5 separate regions of the Mus musculus genome follow, and all the other regions are linked to region 1. Evidence: chromatin contacts called from public HiCAR-type and promoter capture Hi-C data. All regions are on one chromosome and are shown on one strand. The core of a region is the stretch at or near the end of the contact, and the rest is flanking DNA. Distances in the headings are between cores, read along the strand shown.

Evidence for each region. Promoter capture Hi-C pulls out the DNA fragments that hold promoters and counts their contacts. HiCAR-type assays count read pairs that join an accessible place to other places.
Region 2: a HiCAR-type map of astrocytes shows a contact between it and region 1, with 5 times the contacts expected there. The contact joins the promoter of Rps28 here to the promoter of Cyp4f16 in region 1. A contact is called at or near these places in 2 of 39 promoter capture datasets (the 3T3-L1 cell line and hippocampal neurons), 2 of 484 Hi-C or Micro-C datasets (B cells and cortical neurons) and 6 of 115 datasets of contacts at active chromatin or transcription factors (astrocytes, embryonic forebrain, embryonic hindbrain and 3 more).
Region 3: a contact with region 1 is called in a promoter capture Hi-C map of hippocampal neurons, with 4 times the contacts expected there. The contact joins the promoter of Cd320 here to the promoter of Cyp4f16 in region 1. A contact is called at or near these places in 2 of 39 promoter capture datasets (the 3T3-L1 cell line and hippocampal neurons) and 1 of 115 datasets of contacts at active chromatin or transcription factors (astrocytes).
Region 4: a promoter capture Hi-C map of embryonic stem cells shows a contact between it and region 1, with 2.2 times the contacts expected there. The contact joins the promoter of Marchf2 here to the promoter of Cyp4f16 in region 1. A contact is called at or near these places in 4 of 39 promoter capture datasets (the 3T3-L1 cell line, embryonic stem cells and hippocampal neurons), 1 of 484 Hi-C or Micro-C datasets (B cells) and 1 of 115 datasets of contacts at active chromatin or transcription factors (embryonic stem cells).
Region 5: a HiCAR-type map of astrocytes shows a contact between it and region 1, with 4 times the contacts expected there. The contact joins the promoter of Angptl4 here to the promoter of Cyp4f16 in region 1. A contact is called at or near these places in 2 of 39 promoter capture datasets (embryonic stem cells and hippocampal neurons), 2 of 115 datasets of contacts at active chromatin or transcription factors (astrocytes and kidney) and 1 of 9 other capture datasets (embryonic stem cells).

What each region holds. Positions count from the first base shown.
Region 1 is chr17:32,535,183-32,538,404 of GRCm38.p6, reverse strand. It overlaps Cyp4f16 (cytochrome P450, family 4, subfamily f, polypeptide 16), which reads right to left and starts at 1,848. Exons shown (of 13, transcript NM_024442.2): 1 at 1,750-1,848; 2 at 1,209-1,407. The coding sequence starts at 1,406.
Region 2 is chr17:33,822,956-33,825,858 of GRCm38.p6, reverse strand. Rps28 (ribosomal protein S28) reads left to right here and starts at 1,297. Exons shown (of 4, transcript NM_001355384.1): 1 at 1,297-1,425; 2 at 1,513-1,560; 3 at 2,529-2,666; 4 at 2,743-2,823. The coding sequence starts at 1,387. The coding sequence ends at 2,651. It overlaps Ndufa7 (NADH:ubiquinone oxidoreductase subunit A7), which reads right to left and starts at 1,287. Exons shown (of 4, transcript NM_023202.4): 1 at 1,179-1,287; 2 at 209-258. The coding sequence starts at 1,229.
Region 3 is chr17:33,841,659-33,844,679 of GRCm38.p6, reverse strand. It overlaps Cd320 (CD320 antigen), which reads right to left and starts at 1,589. Exons shown (of 5, transcript NM_019421.3): 1 at 1,389-1,589. The coding sequence starts at 1,509.
Region 4 is chr17:33,717,236-33,720,546 of GRCm38.p6, reverse strand. It overlaps Marchf2 (membrane associated ring-CH-type finger 2), which reads left to right and starts at 1,870. Exons shown (of 5, transcript NM_001252480.1): 1 at 1,870-2,001.
Region 5 is chr17:33,780,019-33,783,221 of GRCm38.p6, reverse strand. It overlaps Angptl4 (angiopoietin-like 4), which reads left to right and starts at 1,647. Exons shown (of 7, transcript NM_020581.2): 1 at 1,647-2,159; 2 at 2,329-2,439; 3 at 2,575-2,692. The coding sequence starts at 1,830.

The DNA.
Region 1 (3,222 bases), core at 599-3,098:
AGGAAGAGGAAGAGGAGGAGCAACAGACAGGAGATTTAGTGCACCAAGACCACATAGGAGGTATAAGAATGGGAAGAAACATGTCACCTGACTCTACAGTATCACTGTGCATAACAAAACACAACATATGGGAGTTTGGGGGCATCAAAAGCAACACTTTTCCAAATGCTTAAAGGAAAAATGAATTGTCAAGAACCTCACACTTGAAATCTTGATAGGAATTTGAACTCATGGGGAGATGAAAGGGAACTGTAAGGAAGCTGATAGGTTAGTATGCATAAAGGATGGTGATGCTGAGAAGACATTGGATAACAATGGTTACATGAGAATGTTGGTAGGAAAGAGGATTCTGTTGAGAGAAGCAGTACTTGAATGTATGGCATTGGTGATGATATCTCTATTATGAGTGATCTAATCCCAAGATGTGGTTCTGCAACATGGAGCAGCATGGAGCAAGGGGACCTGGTGACCAGGGAAGGGTACTGAGTAGGAAGTGTAGTCATTATGATGAGACCAGAGAGAAAATGGTCATGCTGTGATGTGCCTTTGGAATAAAGTCATTGCTTAGCATGCACAAACCCTAAGCACTTCAGATAATCACTACCAATGTTAAAAAGTGTTCATCCTTGACCTACATTGCATAATGGAGCCCACTAATGCATCTTCAGGACAGAGGGCAAAATGAGGAAGGACAGTGGCCAAGAAGTGGAAGGGAAAAAAACTACAATCTCTCTTCTGCACCCAAACAGTAGGTGGAGGTAAGAAATCGCAGCTGAATCCTACAGGGCAAATAGCAACCCAGAGAGATACAGTCACTGATCTGAAACCAAGAGAGATGAGCCAGGCAGGAGGCAAGACCTTGGACATACTGAAGGAAGATCTCAAATCCAGCAGTGAAACAGAATATACCAGGGATGCCACTACTCTGTGCTATTCGCCATGGGATCCACTGACTATGACACATATCCAGGAACTTGAGGAATCCTCAGTCCTGCTGAGAGTATGGCCCACAGTAGGCTGGTGCCAGGTAAGAGAGAAAGGCTGATGAGCACAACTTGGAAAGAAAGATAAATGAATGTGGGGTTGTGATGAGAATAGGGGCCCAAATAACTTTCTTTGCTTCTCCCTGCTACAGGCTCCAGACCTTTCCTGATGCCTAGGGAACACATACACCCCGGTACCCCCAGCCTATCTGCCGCCATACTCACCATGCCCAAGTGACCTGAAAACCAGTTTTTTTTAGGAGGCTGAGGGAAACAACTGAGGCGGGAGCAGTTCTCATAGAATGAGTAAGTCCAGGCAAGGATTCTGGCCAAAATCCAGGAAGCCACTCCAAGCAGCAGAAGATGCCATGACGAGGTCACCACAGAGCCCAGGTCCAGCCCAGACACACTTAGCCGCAGCATCCTGCTGAGCAGACAGACACAGGAGGAGATTCTGAGGTTTGGAAGAGGAACCTGGAAAACTTCAGAATTTTGAGCATGGGCAGAAACTGGAGAGTAGAGCAGGGAGTAGAGCAGGGAAGGGGATGGAGATACAGGAAGAGACAGAATGAGAGAGAGAGAAGGAGGCAGGGAACACACAGACAAGAGCTGTTGAAGTCTGGGATGGCTCTGCCTGAAGCACAAACGGTTATCCAGGAACCCAGGCTCACTTGTGCCAATTGTCTCCATGGAGCCACCCCAACACTGATAAACTCATCCTGATCAGAGTCAGGACCCTGTCTTGCCTCAGAGCCCAAGTCGGTACCTTATCTCAGGAGCTGCTGGTCCTCTAAGACCTTCTCCCCAGTCCTGTGAAAAGCATTTATCCCCTGCTTCCTAACTTCAGGAAGCTGTGTGGGAGGCTGGGTTAGGCTGGACTGAACCAATCAAATCCCTCCCAGGCTCAGCCACTTCCTCCCTGCCTGGGCATCAGGCCAAAACAAGTTGGGCGGGGCCAGACTGGAGTGGAGGGGAAAGACTCAGGGCAACACACACAGGCAGGTTGCATTTAGGATGCAGCACCTCTGAGTCAAGGGCAAAGGTGACTCTGGGCCCTTCCAAGGGCAACAGTCTGCTGATAAAAGCGTGAAGGAGGAAGTACAGGTGCCAGGATGGTGTTCAGGATGTTCCCTGAGCATCTCCCAGGGATCTCTGCACATCTCACTGGTGGGAGTGCAGCATGCAGAATTCCTCACTGCAGAACTGCAGAACTGCAGACCTGTCTCTGGAATGCCTCTGCTCACCGACTACAGTCTTGCAGCATTCAGTCCTCTCCCTTAGCAGCCCAGCCCCTGGATAGAAACAATTCCAAACTAGACCAGAGAATCCAGCCATGGTCAGACTGAAGAGATAGATGTCCTGGCTGGGAAAATACACCTGGCAACTAAAGGGTCAGAGTTCAGCGGGTTTGTGAGGATGAAAGGAGTCAGACTGAAGTGCTATGAGCACAGGGGTACAGGCAAGAATGAACAAGCCTGCAATGGCTTGTCTTCCCAGGATCAAATGGCGACTTGACCTTAACAGGAGTGTATGCTGTTCAGAAACCCTAGATCGGCAAGTCATGGACTTAGCAATCACTGAACCCTCCCATGGCCATGCTCCCCATTATTAGACAAGTAAAAGGAGCCAACATCACACCAAAGCGCGGACATAAAGAACAATGGGTGGACCAGCTCAAAGGTTGGCAGATAAAAGCAATCTCAAAGTCCTGAAACAGAGTTAAGGGTACTTGATTGGTGGTTGATAGAGCAAGATAAGGGCAGAGGTCAGTGGAGAAGTCCAGACTCGCCAACTCAGGGCTCCCCAAACAAGAAATGAGGGACTATGGAGGCTAGGGGTCCCTAATAGATCAAAATTAAGCAACCTCAAGACTTCCTCCCCAGGGGATTTTTCACAAGGTGTTGTTTCCCTTTCCTCTAGTAAATTTTTCAACTTCACAGGTACTTTTTAAGCATAGGCAAAGTCTACAATTTCACAACTACTTATGACACTGAATTCTAGGGTAATGAACGTCTAAAGGAAACACACAACATTTCTAAAAGAGTCCACACTGGAGAAGACACAAGGAAAGACTGTATGGAACAGAGCAGTATAAGGCCCCCACTTGTCACAGTTGAAGCCATAGCTGTTTCGCTTGACTTAGCATTCTTATTTTTTCTTTTATTTATTTGATTTATGTATAGAGATGTTTTGTCTGCATGTATGTGTCTGCACCACACACAAGCTTGATTCCAGAAGC
Region 2 (2,903 bases), core at 48-2,547, 1.3 Mb before region 1:
GAGAACAGCAAATTTAGGGTTGTTTTTTCACGTTTGTTTATTAGACAGGGGTTAACCTGGAACCCATCATGTAGATCAGGCAGGCCTTGAACTCAGAACTCAGCCTGCCTGTTTCCCGAGTGCTGGGATTAAAGACTGTACCACTATGGCCAGCCTTGGGTTTGGTGGAAGAATGTCAGGATGAAGGCAGCAAGCACGGCCTGCTCACCGCTTGGCGATCTCCTGGTAGCGCAGCTGTAGCTTCGCCTGCAGGTCTTGCTGTGGGAGGAGAGAAGAAGTCAGAAACTAGGGAACCCCAGGATAGGGTTAGCGAACAGAAGTAGCCAGTTAGGGTAAGTTTACAAGTCATGCATATGAAGAAAGGCAAGGGCATGGCTTACAAAACTTTAAGGCTAAGTTTCCAGCCTTTCCAAGATCTAACCTAAAAAGCCTTCCTTTTAAAGAAAATCTCCTCTGTATATGGGTCAATATACTAAACGTGCTTACCCTAACATTATGGGAATTCTCACCCAAACAGTTGCTTACTAAGCTCCAGTGCTAGATATACCTCCTTTCTTGGACCCTAAATTATCTCTCCTCTTATCCATCTCCAACCTCCCAGGAGCTGCAGAGATCTACAGCTTCCCTGACCTCTTTGTTTTCTTCCAAAATCTAAAAACTGGTCCTCAGCCTTCCAAAAACAGGGGCACAAGATTCCAAGCTGATAGCCGGGCGTGGTGGCGCATGCCTTTAATCCTAGTCGGGAGGCAGAGGCAGGCGGATTTATGAGTTCAAGGCCAGCCTGGTCTACAAAGTGAGTTCCAGGACAGCCAGGGCTACACAGAGAAACCCTGTCTCGAAAAAGAAAAACAAAAACAAAAACAAACAAACAAACAAAGATTCCAAGCTGATACGGGGGATGAGGAAACACCTGGTCTCACGTGGGAGACAAATGAGGCGAAGAGAGAAAGGGATAGGAAGAGGGGCGGGGCGGGGGGGAGCTAAAGCCAGGCAATCTAAGGCCAAGGAAATCCCAGTAACCCGGCCAAAAACATTTAGGACCTTGAGTCTGACTACTGGAGTCACAAATTCAGGGATCCTGGATTATCCACTGAACTAAGGAGATGTTAAGGGGGATAGGATTCAAGGGCGTACAGAACCCAAATCCTTCCCGGCCCGGATCGGAACAGCACACGCACCCCAGACGCCCAGTTCCGCAGCTTTTGGATAACGCGAGTAGCGGACGCCATATTCCTTCCGCTCCGAAGGACGCTGGTGACGACTCTGTCCCGAGGATTCCTGGGTACCGCGTGCGGTCTCGCGAGAGCGAAAGTGAGGCGTGGTCAGAGCCGACTATAAAAGGCATCCCCTGCTCACGTGACTCCTCTCCGCCAGATCGCCGCCATCATGGACACGAGTCGCGTGCAGCCCATCAAGCTGGCTAGGGTGAGGCGACTGCGGGTGTTTAGAAACCTGAATAAAGAGAGAAGAAAGCTGAACATGTCGAGCCTAACTTTCCCTTATTTCCTGTAGGTAACCAAAGTGCTGGGCAGGACCGGTTCGCAGGGACAGTGCACGCAGGTGAGTGATGGGAACATTCGGACCACTTCCTGGGGTCGGAGCGGAGTCCTCCCGAGTACCAGGATTATAACTGGATTTGGTGACGTTTAATTCTAGTAGCTAGGTTCAGGGAGGATATGACTTTGTAAGAAACGCGGATACCGTAGTAAGACTGCCTTTGAAAGCTTTGGTGGTTTTTTGTTGGGGGGGGGGGGGTGTTCTAGACAGGGTTTCTCTGTGTAACCCTGGCTGTCCTCGAACTGAGAAATCCGCCTGCCTCTGCTTCCCAAGTGCTGAGATTAAAGGCGCGGGCTACCACTGCCCAGCTAAAAGATTTGGTTTTTAAAGAGGTGGAGTTGGCGGGACCTGTGTGTCAGTAGTAGACTTGCTTACCATACAAAGAACCCGAAAAAACTTGAGTACTGAACTCAAAGCTAGTAATTAAAGATGTCTAAGGAAGTTCACTTGGAGTTCCAGTCAAGCTTAGGCTACAAAATGATCCAGTACCGAAAAAACCTGGGCCACTGTTGATAGTGTGCTTGCCTCGGTCCACCACATAGAACAAGAACGGTAGGGCATCTCACCTACTCCAGGAGACAGACAAGCCTAGGCTAAAGATGCCCTGACCGTTCGTTCCCCTGGCTTATACCCAGGTCTCCCATCACAGCTAATTAAGAAACTAAGGTAGGGGGACCCGTAGATCAGGGCCAGCCTGAAGTAAGTTGGAGGCACCCAGATAAAATTGTAAGTGGGGAGGGTGTTGTAATTCCAGAAGGATCACAGGATTTCAAGGTCAGATCAGGCTACAGAGACCCTATCATGTGAGTGATTCAATGCCTTTGGTCTGGCAAATGAGACCTTAAGAGTAACAAATGCTTGTAACTGCTGAACCATCTGACCTGACCAGCCCCTGTCCCAGGCTCTGGTCCATATTACCTTTCCACCCCACTAGTAAGTAGCAGCATTTAACTCTTGTATTGGGCTTGTAGGTGCGAGTGGAATTCATGGATGACACCAGCCGCTCTATCATCCGAAATGTCAAAGGCCCCGTTCGAGAGGGTGACGTGCTCACCCTATTGGAGTCAGAAAGAGAAGCTCGAAGGTTGCGTTAATCTTGCAGCTGGTGGGTAAGTGGCAACCCTTGGGAGGGACTTGTTAGGAGGTAAGAAAGGCACTCTATCTAATGCTTGGGTCTGTTTACAGGGTTCTGGATATCCACTACTTAGCCCACGGAATGATCTGCAACTGTTAAATAAAGCATTTATATTAATTCTTGTCTAGAAATTGGTTTTTCCAGCAGCGTCTTGGCTTTATAAAAACTCCAGTGACCATGCACTCTGCTTTGAAAGCCCCCCTCCCCATAG
Region 3 (3,021 bases), core at 340-2,839, 1.3 Mb before region 1:
CAGGAGGGAGCCTTTAGAGCTTCCTACCTCACACACAGAGCCAGAGCCTCCAAGACCCCTCCCTCCCTCTCCTTGTAGTCAAACGCAATTATACCTGCATACCACACAGTTCAGAAGCTCCAGAGAGCTGAAGAACTGAATACAAGCCCTGGCCACCACCCCTTCCTGCCCAGCATAGCCTCCTCTCCATGCCTAACAACTCACAGTCCTGCCAACTCAGACCTTCTCTTCCTGACTCTGTATTTTCTTGGAATGGGCCCAGAGCAGAGCAGACCCTATACCTCTTGGGGGCAATTAATCAGACAGGAGTCAGGATGACCCATGATTCCTCCTCCCAGTCTATGTCCTCATCTGTAAAAGAGGAATACTAAGGCCAGACTTAATGTTGCTCAATAGTAAGTCCAGCTCCTGGGATGCTGGAACAAGAAGACTGCTTGGAGCTACAAAACAGCCGAAAGTGGGAGGAGGGGTAGTTTATGGGTACAGATCCATAAACAGCCAAATACAATGGTCCATACCTAATAATCCCTGTGCTGGGGAGCCTAAGGCACAAGTTGAAAACAGCAGTCCAGCCTGTGTTATATAGTAAGTCCCTGTCTCAAAAAAAGGGGAACTAGTGCCTGCCTTTAATCCCAGTACTTGGGAGGTGGATCTCTAGGAGTTCAAGCCCAGCCTAGTCTATATAGCAAGTTGCAGACAGCCAGAGCTATAAAGTGAGACCCTGTTTGGAAAAAAAAAAAAAAAATCAAAACATAATAAAAACCTAAAAACAGAAACAAAAACAAACAAACCAAAAAAACCTTGAAACAGTTAAGACCTATTCTCATACAGAGTGGATGGTCAGTAGTGGCCAGTGGTCACAATCGGGCCTCCTCGTCCTGCCCGGGACAGGTTCCTGGCCAAGATTGGGGTTCACAGGGGAAATACACTCCAGGGCTCTTCCTTCCATTCTCTGAGGCAGGAATACAAGGAAAAACTGAAGCTCTGGGTGCTGAAAGAACAGCCACAGAACTGCAGCCTCAGGGCTGAAGGTTTCGGGAAGGCATACCTGCTGCAAGAAGGTACCGGGTGACCAGCCCTGCGTGGTGAGAGGTCAAAATCAGAAACAAAAGCCTTCCAGCCCACATTGAGCTGAAGGACGGCTTGGAGGTGACTTAGGGACAGCGCAGGAATAAGGGAGGAAGCTGAGCAGAACACAGGAGAAGGCACCCATGTGGCGGTCCCCTCTGCACGCACAGAGGGCCGATTCTCTCCACTCTACCCACGCTAAAGCCAAACACGCGTGCTGGGGGAGTGTCAACGACCGATGGGCGGCGCAGCCAATAGTGAGGCGATGCCAGCGCGTGGAGGCGGGATCAAAAGCGGTGTAGAAACGGGGGTTCACTCACCGGAGACTTGGACCCGGGTATGGGCCGGAGCCGGAGCGGCCTCTAGGCCTGTTCTGAGACCAAAGAGGAGCCGCAGCACCAGGCCCAGGGCCACTGCCCGCCCAGCTCCGCCCCGCGCCATCCAACAGCTAGCCGAACTGCTCCGCTCCAGCCGCAGCCGCTCAGTCAGAAGGACGCGCTGATTCTCGCGCACGCGCACACAAAGGCAGGGGGGAGTGGCGCAAGCAAGCCTGCGACCGTAAGTACCCGAATACAAGGGTACTTTGATTTTAGGGCTCCTCCTGGCTTCTTCCTAGCAGTAAAACCTAATGTGTTTGGTGACCTAGGCCTGTAACTCCCAGATATTCTACAGGCTGAGGAAGAACAAAGCCAACCTAGGCTATTAAAGGAGACCCTACCTCAGAATAAAAAACAGGAATTCGGGGAGTAGTTCAGTAGTAGAGCACTTGCCTAGTAGTATTCAGGAGGCTCTAGGTTTAATCCCCAGTTCCATGAAAATAACCACATTAACTTGAAATAATAAACTTCTGCTGAACAGTGGTGGTGTACGCCTTAAATCCCAGCACTTGGGAGGCAAAGACAGGCAGATTTCTGAGTTCCAGGCCAGCCTGGTCTACCGAGTAAGTTCCAGGACACCGGGGGCTACAAAGAGAAACCCTGTCTCAAAAAACCAAAAATAAAAATAAACCTTCTAGGGATATAAATGAACTTAGCAATTTTGACCTAAACTTCACATGTAGCCTACTGCAAATATCACTGCCCAATGGTCCCAATGAATATGGCAGCCACACCCTGTGAACACTCCCCAGCAGGTCCCTCCTTTGTGCCACCTAAGGATTTTACTTATTTTAGCTTTATTGTCTTGATTGCCCCCTAGAATGCCAGCTGCAGGCGAACCAGGATGTTGGTTTCCTTTGATGAATGGCGAAAATAGTGAGGGAATGATGGAATGATCAAATGAGTGAACAGTTACTGGCTTCGAACCTGGACTGACCATCTCCTTGGTTCCCATCCCAACCTCATTAACTTCTAGTTCTCACACACTTGAGAAACATTTATTCTAACATGGGCCTGGTAGATTGATACTACAATTGTATTAATTGTAATTGATACAGATTGGCAGCCTTGGGTTTTCTCATCCCACTTCCACAGTTGAATGCATTGAGTCAGCTTATCCAATGTGGCTAGTGATGTTGTGGTTTCTGCTGGTCTGAGGTAACCCAAGCTGGCCTGAAACTAGTGATCCTCTCTCTTGCTTTGGCCTCCGAAGTATTGGGGATATAGTCATGTACCAGCTTAGTGTTTTATTCTTCACATTACGTTTTCCATAGCTCTACCTTAAGATTCCACGACACTGGCCGGGCGTGGAGGCGCATGCCTTTAATCCCAGCACTCGGGAGGCAGAGGCAGGTGGATTTCTGAGTTCAAGGCCAGCCTGGTCTACAAAGTGAGTTCCAGGACAGCAGGGCTACACAGAGAAACCCTGTCTCGAAAAACCAAAAAGAAAAAAAAAAAAAAAAAAAAAAAAAGAATCTATGACACTACCTCCCAACAAGGCTGGAAGGCAAGTCACTAACCTTCAAATGGCTAAGTTTCCCAGAATGTAGACCAGAAGGCTACATAGAAGTCCAGA
Region 4 (3,311 bases), core at 621-3,120, 1.2 Mb before region 1:
GTGTCTTCAATAGTAATTTTTGTTATGATAGTTACGAGGCATGGGTGAGCGAAATACTCCTGATTTATAATTTCTGAGTTTTATGCTTTTTTTTTTTCTTTTTCTGCTGACAGGAGGTCTCACTATGGCTGTGTCAAGTAGGCTGGCCTACCTCACAGAATCTACAATTCATAGAGATTTGCCTGTTTCTGTCTCTGACGGCTGGTCTTCAAGGCCTGTGCCAGCACATCTAACTTTTTAAACTTCTTTTTACTGTTGCTGTTGGAACTGAACAAAAGTGATTCTACATTGTTTCTTATATGTTCATATTCTGTGGGCAAATTAAAAAAAATGTTACTAAAGCCGGGCGTGGTGACTCATGCCAGGCATGCCCACACTTAGAACTTGGAAGCGGGATTTCCAGGTCATCCTTGTCTGTATATCCACTTCAAAGCCACACTGGGCTTTAGGAAACCCTCTATCAAAAACCCAACCCAAACCAAACCAAATCAGCATCACCATAACCACCACCACCACCATGAAGCTTAAGGTGTGGCTCAGTGGTGGAGCACCTACCTAATGTATCAGGCTGCTGGCTCCATCACAGGCATTGTAAGAATAATAATTCATACTAATAACGTGGGGCTGTGGTGGCATATGCCTATAATCTTACGCTTGTGAGGGTGAGGCAGGACCTGGGCTACACAGTAAGACCTGTCTCTAACAAATAAGCAAACACAATGATTAAAAACCGCTAATGTTTGTCTCACAATATTTATATTAGTTAATGTGTCCCCAGGGTCTTGCACATGCCTGGACCATAATAATGCTTCCTACAGAATTTTGATCTTTTTGGTTTTCCTTCATATGGTTGGCCTTGCTTTCTGTGTAGTTGAGGGTGACCTTGAACTTCCTGGGTGCTGGGATTATAGGCATGTATGACCAAGCCCAGGGCTTTGTGTATGCTAGGCAAGTACTGCTAAGTGTTCTCTCACTGAAACCAGTGCTAGATTGGCAGACAGCAAACCCCAGCCATCTTCCTGTTTACACCATCTACAGCACTGAGGTTACAGGAGTTCGAGGCCCTATTCAGCTCTTTTATGTGGATGCTGGGGATTTTAACTCAGATCCTCATGTTTGCCATGCAAGAGCTCTTGCCCGCTGATCTATCTCAACAGCTCTTTCTACCATCTGTTGCTCCATTTTTTGAATGTATGTCTTGCTTGAATAATTGATGAGTAAATGATGATGGCTTTAGTTTCCTCCACAGAACTCTAACCCCTTTGGGCGGATTTCCTTCTGCAAAATGTGATCATAGCCACCCTAGGATTGGTAAGTGTGATAAAAATGTAGCTCAGTTCACACTGTTTGTGCCTAGCACGGAAGAAAAACTTCATTCCATTCTAGCTCCCGATAGAACTGGGAAGGTGGAGGCCAGAGGATCAGAGAGGTTATCCTTGGCTACAGAGTGAGTACGAGGTTAGCCTGATCTACATTAAAACTGTCTTTAAAAAACACAACAAACAAACAAACAAACAAACAAACAAACAAACAAACGGGGGCCGGGGGGAGCGGAGAAGAAGGCGGAAAGAAGTTATTTGGCAAGTGTGAAGTTGTTTACTTAAGCTCGCCTTTGTTCTGCTCCAGGCTCTGGCAGCAAGTCTACAGCCAGAGATTGGGATGGGGGAGGAGCTGGGATGAGGCGGGGTCCATTTTGGGGGTGGAGCCAGAACGCAGCAGGGGCGGAGTCAGAAGCTGCGGCGCCGCGGGGCCTGGACCGCCCAGGACGTCCCGTATTTTGAAGGCCCCACCTTCTTGGGCGGGGCGTGTATGCTGATTGGCAGATGATACTCAGAGGCAGTCTTCATTGGTTCGCCGTGCTGTCTGCTCGGCGGGCGGTGCCCGGACGCAGGTGCTCGCCGGAGCCGGAGCAAGCCGCTGCTGACGGGCCGGGCCGGGCCGGGACCCGGGCCAGGGAGAACCGAGGGGCCTGCGCGGTCGCCCGGCCCGGCCGCGGAACAGGTAGGCACGGAACAGCGAATGGGCCTGACCCGAGTATGTAGGCAGGTTTCCCAGGTTCCGGGTTCGAGCCTCCGGCTGAGTACTCGAGCGGGACAGATAGGGCGCTACCCTTGGCCTTACTTAGCCCTGCTCAGGACGCAGGCACCTCAATTATCATTTCAAGGTTGGTGAGAGGTCTCCGAGCCTCGCCACGCAGGAGAAACCTCTGTGAGCCTCGGTTTCCCCATCTAGGAAAAGTGGGTCATCTCGGAGCCAACATGATTTAGGAAATGGCTGATGAGAAAAGCGCCTGGCATACAGTAGGAGGTCAATAAGTGACTAATGTCACTCTGAAACCCTCTTCATAACGGTTCTGTTTGGGTGATTATTAACATTATAAAGAGTTGGGGCGCTTCACAAAAAGCTACTCAGTGCACTGTACTGAAAATGTTGTTTTTCAAACAGTAGTCAGGGACTGCCAAGATAGCTCAGCTGGTCAAGGTGCTTGTTGTCTGAGTTCAGTCTTGAGGTCTCATATGGTGAAAGAAAAACTGACAACAGAAAGTTGTCATTTGGACTCCATAGACACACCCTTGCATGAATATACACCACATACATATGCAAAAATACAAGCAAAATAAATATAATTGAAAACACTTTTTTTGTTTTGTTTTGTTTTTCGAGACAGGGTTTCTCTGTATAGCCCTGGCTGTCCTGGAACTCACTTTGTAGACCAGGCTAGCCTCGAACTCAGAAATCCGCCTGCCTCTGCCTCCCGAGTGCCAGGATTAAAGGTGTGCGCCACCATGCCTGGGGAAAACACTTTTAAAAAAACTCTGTAGTCAGAATTAATGTGGTTAGTGGGAAACATACTAGGTAGAAGTATTAAAAGTAATTCCTTTCATCTAAATGAGTAAATTGAAGTTCAGGGAAGTTAAAGCTGTTGCCCAAGGCCATACAGCAAATAGGAAGTAGAGCTTCTGGGATTAGAACTTAGTTTCTGGACTGGGGGTCTAGCTCAGTACTTGCCTAGCATGCACTAGGCCCTTGTTTTATCTCAGTACTGCCAAGAAAAACAACACACACACACACACACACACACACACACCCTAAAGTAAGAAAGAGATGGATGAGGCCCAGAAAAGCAAATTAACTTGAATCAAGACATACAGTATCAGTGACAGAGGCAGAATAAAGTGCCTAGGGCATGGAGCATGGTGGTACAGGCCTGTTAGGTCAGGTGCTCTGGAGGCTGAGGCAGGAAGACTTCAAGGTTCCGCTGGGTTATTTAGTGTAACTTTGGTATTGTTTAGTTCTTTTATTTTTGAGGT
Region 5 (3,203 bases), core at 398-2,897, 1.2 Mb before region 1:
TGGGTGTGGAAGGGAAATCTTTGCTGATGTTCTCTAGATTGTTTGCTTTTTAAATTTTTTTTAAAAAAGATGTATTTATTTTATTTATATGAGTACATTGTAGCTGTCTTCAGACACACCGGAAGAGGGTATCAGATCCTATTACAGATGGTTGTAAGCCACCATGTGGTTGCTGGGAATTAACTCAGGACCTTTGGAAGAGCAGTCAGTACTCTTAACTGCTGAACCATCTCTCCAGCCTGCTTTTTAAATGTTTAAATGACTGTTTTAAATTGTGTGCATGTGTGTGAGTGCCTGAGGAGGTCAAAGTCACCATAGCTCCTGGAGCTGGAATTATAGGTGACTGTGAGCTGTTGGACTTAGATCCCCTGCAAAAGATGTAAATGCTCTTAACTGGTAAGATAGATTTCCAGTTCCTCCTGGCTTTTTTAGTTGTTGTTGTTGTTGTTTTGTGACAAGGTCTTCTTCCTGGATGGCCTGGAACTTCACTATGTAGACCAGGCTGACCTCAAACTCACAGAGCTTCCTCCAATTGCTTCTTGCTCTGCAGTGCTGGGAGTTAAAGTATGCATAACTATGAATTGTTTTTGTTTTGTTTTGAAACAAGGTCTTGCTGTTTCAGCGTTGACTGGTCTGTAACTTACTATGTAGAGCAGGCTAGCTTGTAGCTTGTACTATTCCCCTGTGTCCTGCGTGATGGGTTTACAGGTGCGTGCCACCAGTTTTGTTGTTGCTGTTGTTGTTTGGAGACCTGGCTCAGAGTAGCCCAGGCTCTCTTAAACTCACTTGTGTAGCTCAAGATGAATTCCACACTCTTCTGCTCCATGCCCCAAGAGCTGGGATGACAGGTCTGTCCTCAGACACTGATCCTCCTTTAACGCAGGTAAATTCCTGGACACCAAGACCCCTGGTGGTGGAGGACAGGCAACAGGAGGAAGCCTAGGGTTGCAATCTCTACAATGTAGACAGAAATCCCAGCTATTGACTATTTGGCCAGGAAGAGGTGACTAATTGAACAAGGGTGTTAGTGATCCTCACAAACACATCTGCAATGACGAATGCTTGAGCTGGAAAGAGCGTGGGAGCCAGAAAGGTGGTGGAAGTGAGAGTGGGGGCAGGGGTTCCGCCTGGTCTGTGGATTAAAGATCTCAGGAAGCCTCTAAGAGGCAGAGAGCAAGGTTCTGTAATCCCCCACTTGCCATCTGAACTCAGCCTACCAGGGAGAGAACTTTCTGCCACGTAACTCTGCCCTACTTTGCTTTTGACTTGAGAAGGGGTCAGTCAAGAAGGCATCCACGTAGCGGGAAGGGGAAAAAAAAAAAAGAAGGCATCTACGTCCTGATTTGTACGCCCTTTCCTCCATTGAACCGGGCTGGGATGCGGGCTAGGGCTGGGAATTTCCGGCCTTAGGATGAACCATGCAGTGCACAGACAGTCACGTCGCTTATTAGGTCGCAAGGAAGGCGAAGCAGCCATCCCCAAGAACTCTTCATACACACACACACACACACACACACACACACACACACACACGCCACACACACACACTCGTAACTACAAAGCCTGTGGCATTGCACCCTAAAACTTGGCCACTCGCTCCGCCCCCGGGCCCCGCCTCCAATGCTCTCCCTCCCACTCCCACACCCGCTTTATAAAGTGGGGCTTTAGGTGCAACCGTGAAACGCTTATGAGCTACGGGCTCCAGATCTTCTTCTGCACCAGAGCAAGTCTAAGTCTGAGCCGGCTCCCCCAGAACTCCAGCTGCTGGGTCTTGAACTCCTGCGTTCCGGAGTCCTAGCGTTGCTGCACCCAAGGCCACCCCCAGAATCATGCGCTGCGCTCCGACAGCAGGCGCTGCCCTGGTGCTATGCGCGGCTACTGCGGGGCTTTTGAGCGCGCAAGGGCGCCCTGCACAGCCAGAGCCACCGCGCTTTGCATCCTGGGACGAGATGAACTTGCTGGCTCACGGGCTGCTACAGCTCGGCCATGGGCTGCGCGAACACGTGGAGCGCACCCGTGGGCAGCTGGGCGCGCTGGAGCGCCGCATGGCTGCCTGTGGTAACGCTTGTCAGGGGCCCAAGGGAAAAGATGCACCCTTCAAAGACTCCGAGGATAGAGTCCCTGAAGGCCAGACTCCTGAGACTCTGCAGAGTTTGCAGGTAGGCGCATCTACTAGGACTCTGACTCTACTTAGACTAACGAGTCTAGTACTCCAGGACCTGGGTGGAGAAGGGCCTCAGAGCAGACTGTGAAAGGGTAGAAGGGAGGGTGAATAAGAGGAGGTTGCCGACATAAAGCCAGGTCTTCACTAGCCTTGCATATCTTCAGACTCAGCTCAAGGCTCAAAACAGCAAGATCCAGCAATTGTTCCAGAAGGTGGCCCAGCAGCAGAGATACCTATCAAAGCAGAATCTGAGAATACAGAATCTTCAGAGCCAGGTAATTACCCCAGCAATTGGCCCAAATGGGAAAGAGGAAACAAAGTGGGGGTGAAATGTAGTGATGAAATGTGGCTAAGCAGTTGTTATGGCATGAGTCAAAAGATCTAACCACCCGTTTCCTGCCCGGTCTTAGATAGACCTCTTGGCCCCCACGCACCTAGACAATGGAGTAGACAAGACTTCGAGGGGAAAGAGGCTTCCCAAGATGACCCAGCTCATTGGCTTGACTCCCAACGCCACCCACTTACACAGTGAGTATCTCTGGTCTTTGCTGTCATCTGGCAACTCCCCAACCACCCCACTTGCCATTCCAATCCTTAGCCTTCTTGTCAGGTCCACCTTAATAGGAAAGAAAGAGATTCTGGCCTTGGGTTCCTGTGGGCTCACTAGGCTCTCATCAAGGGTATTTTTATATATTGCACCCTCTTCACTTATGATCCTGCTTGGCCAGACCACCCCACCATTCTTTCCCAGCAAGAATCTTCCCAAAATCTTATTAGCCGTTAACCAGAACAAGTAGAGGAAGGCAGATCATAAGGAGCTAAAGTTTCAGGGGTTCTGGGAGATGGTGGTGTAGCTCAGGGACATCATGCAAAGGAATCCAGGGCTGTGTGTGGATGTGTGTGCGTTCCCGAGGTTTGGAACCCTCCAACATCTCTTGATGTAACTATAAAAGGGAAAACCAGAGTAAGCACACCCCCACCCCGGCTCCTAGACTAGACACATCCTCTTACATCTTACAGATACAGATCCTTTGTCCTG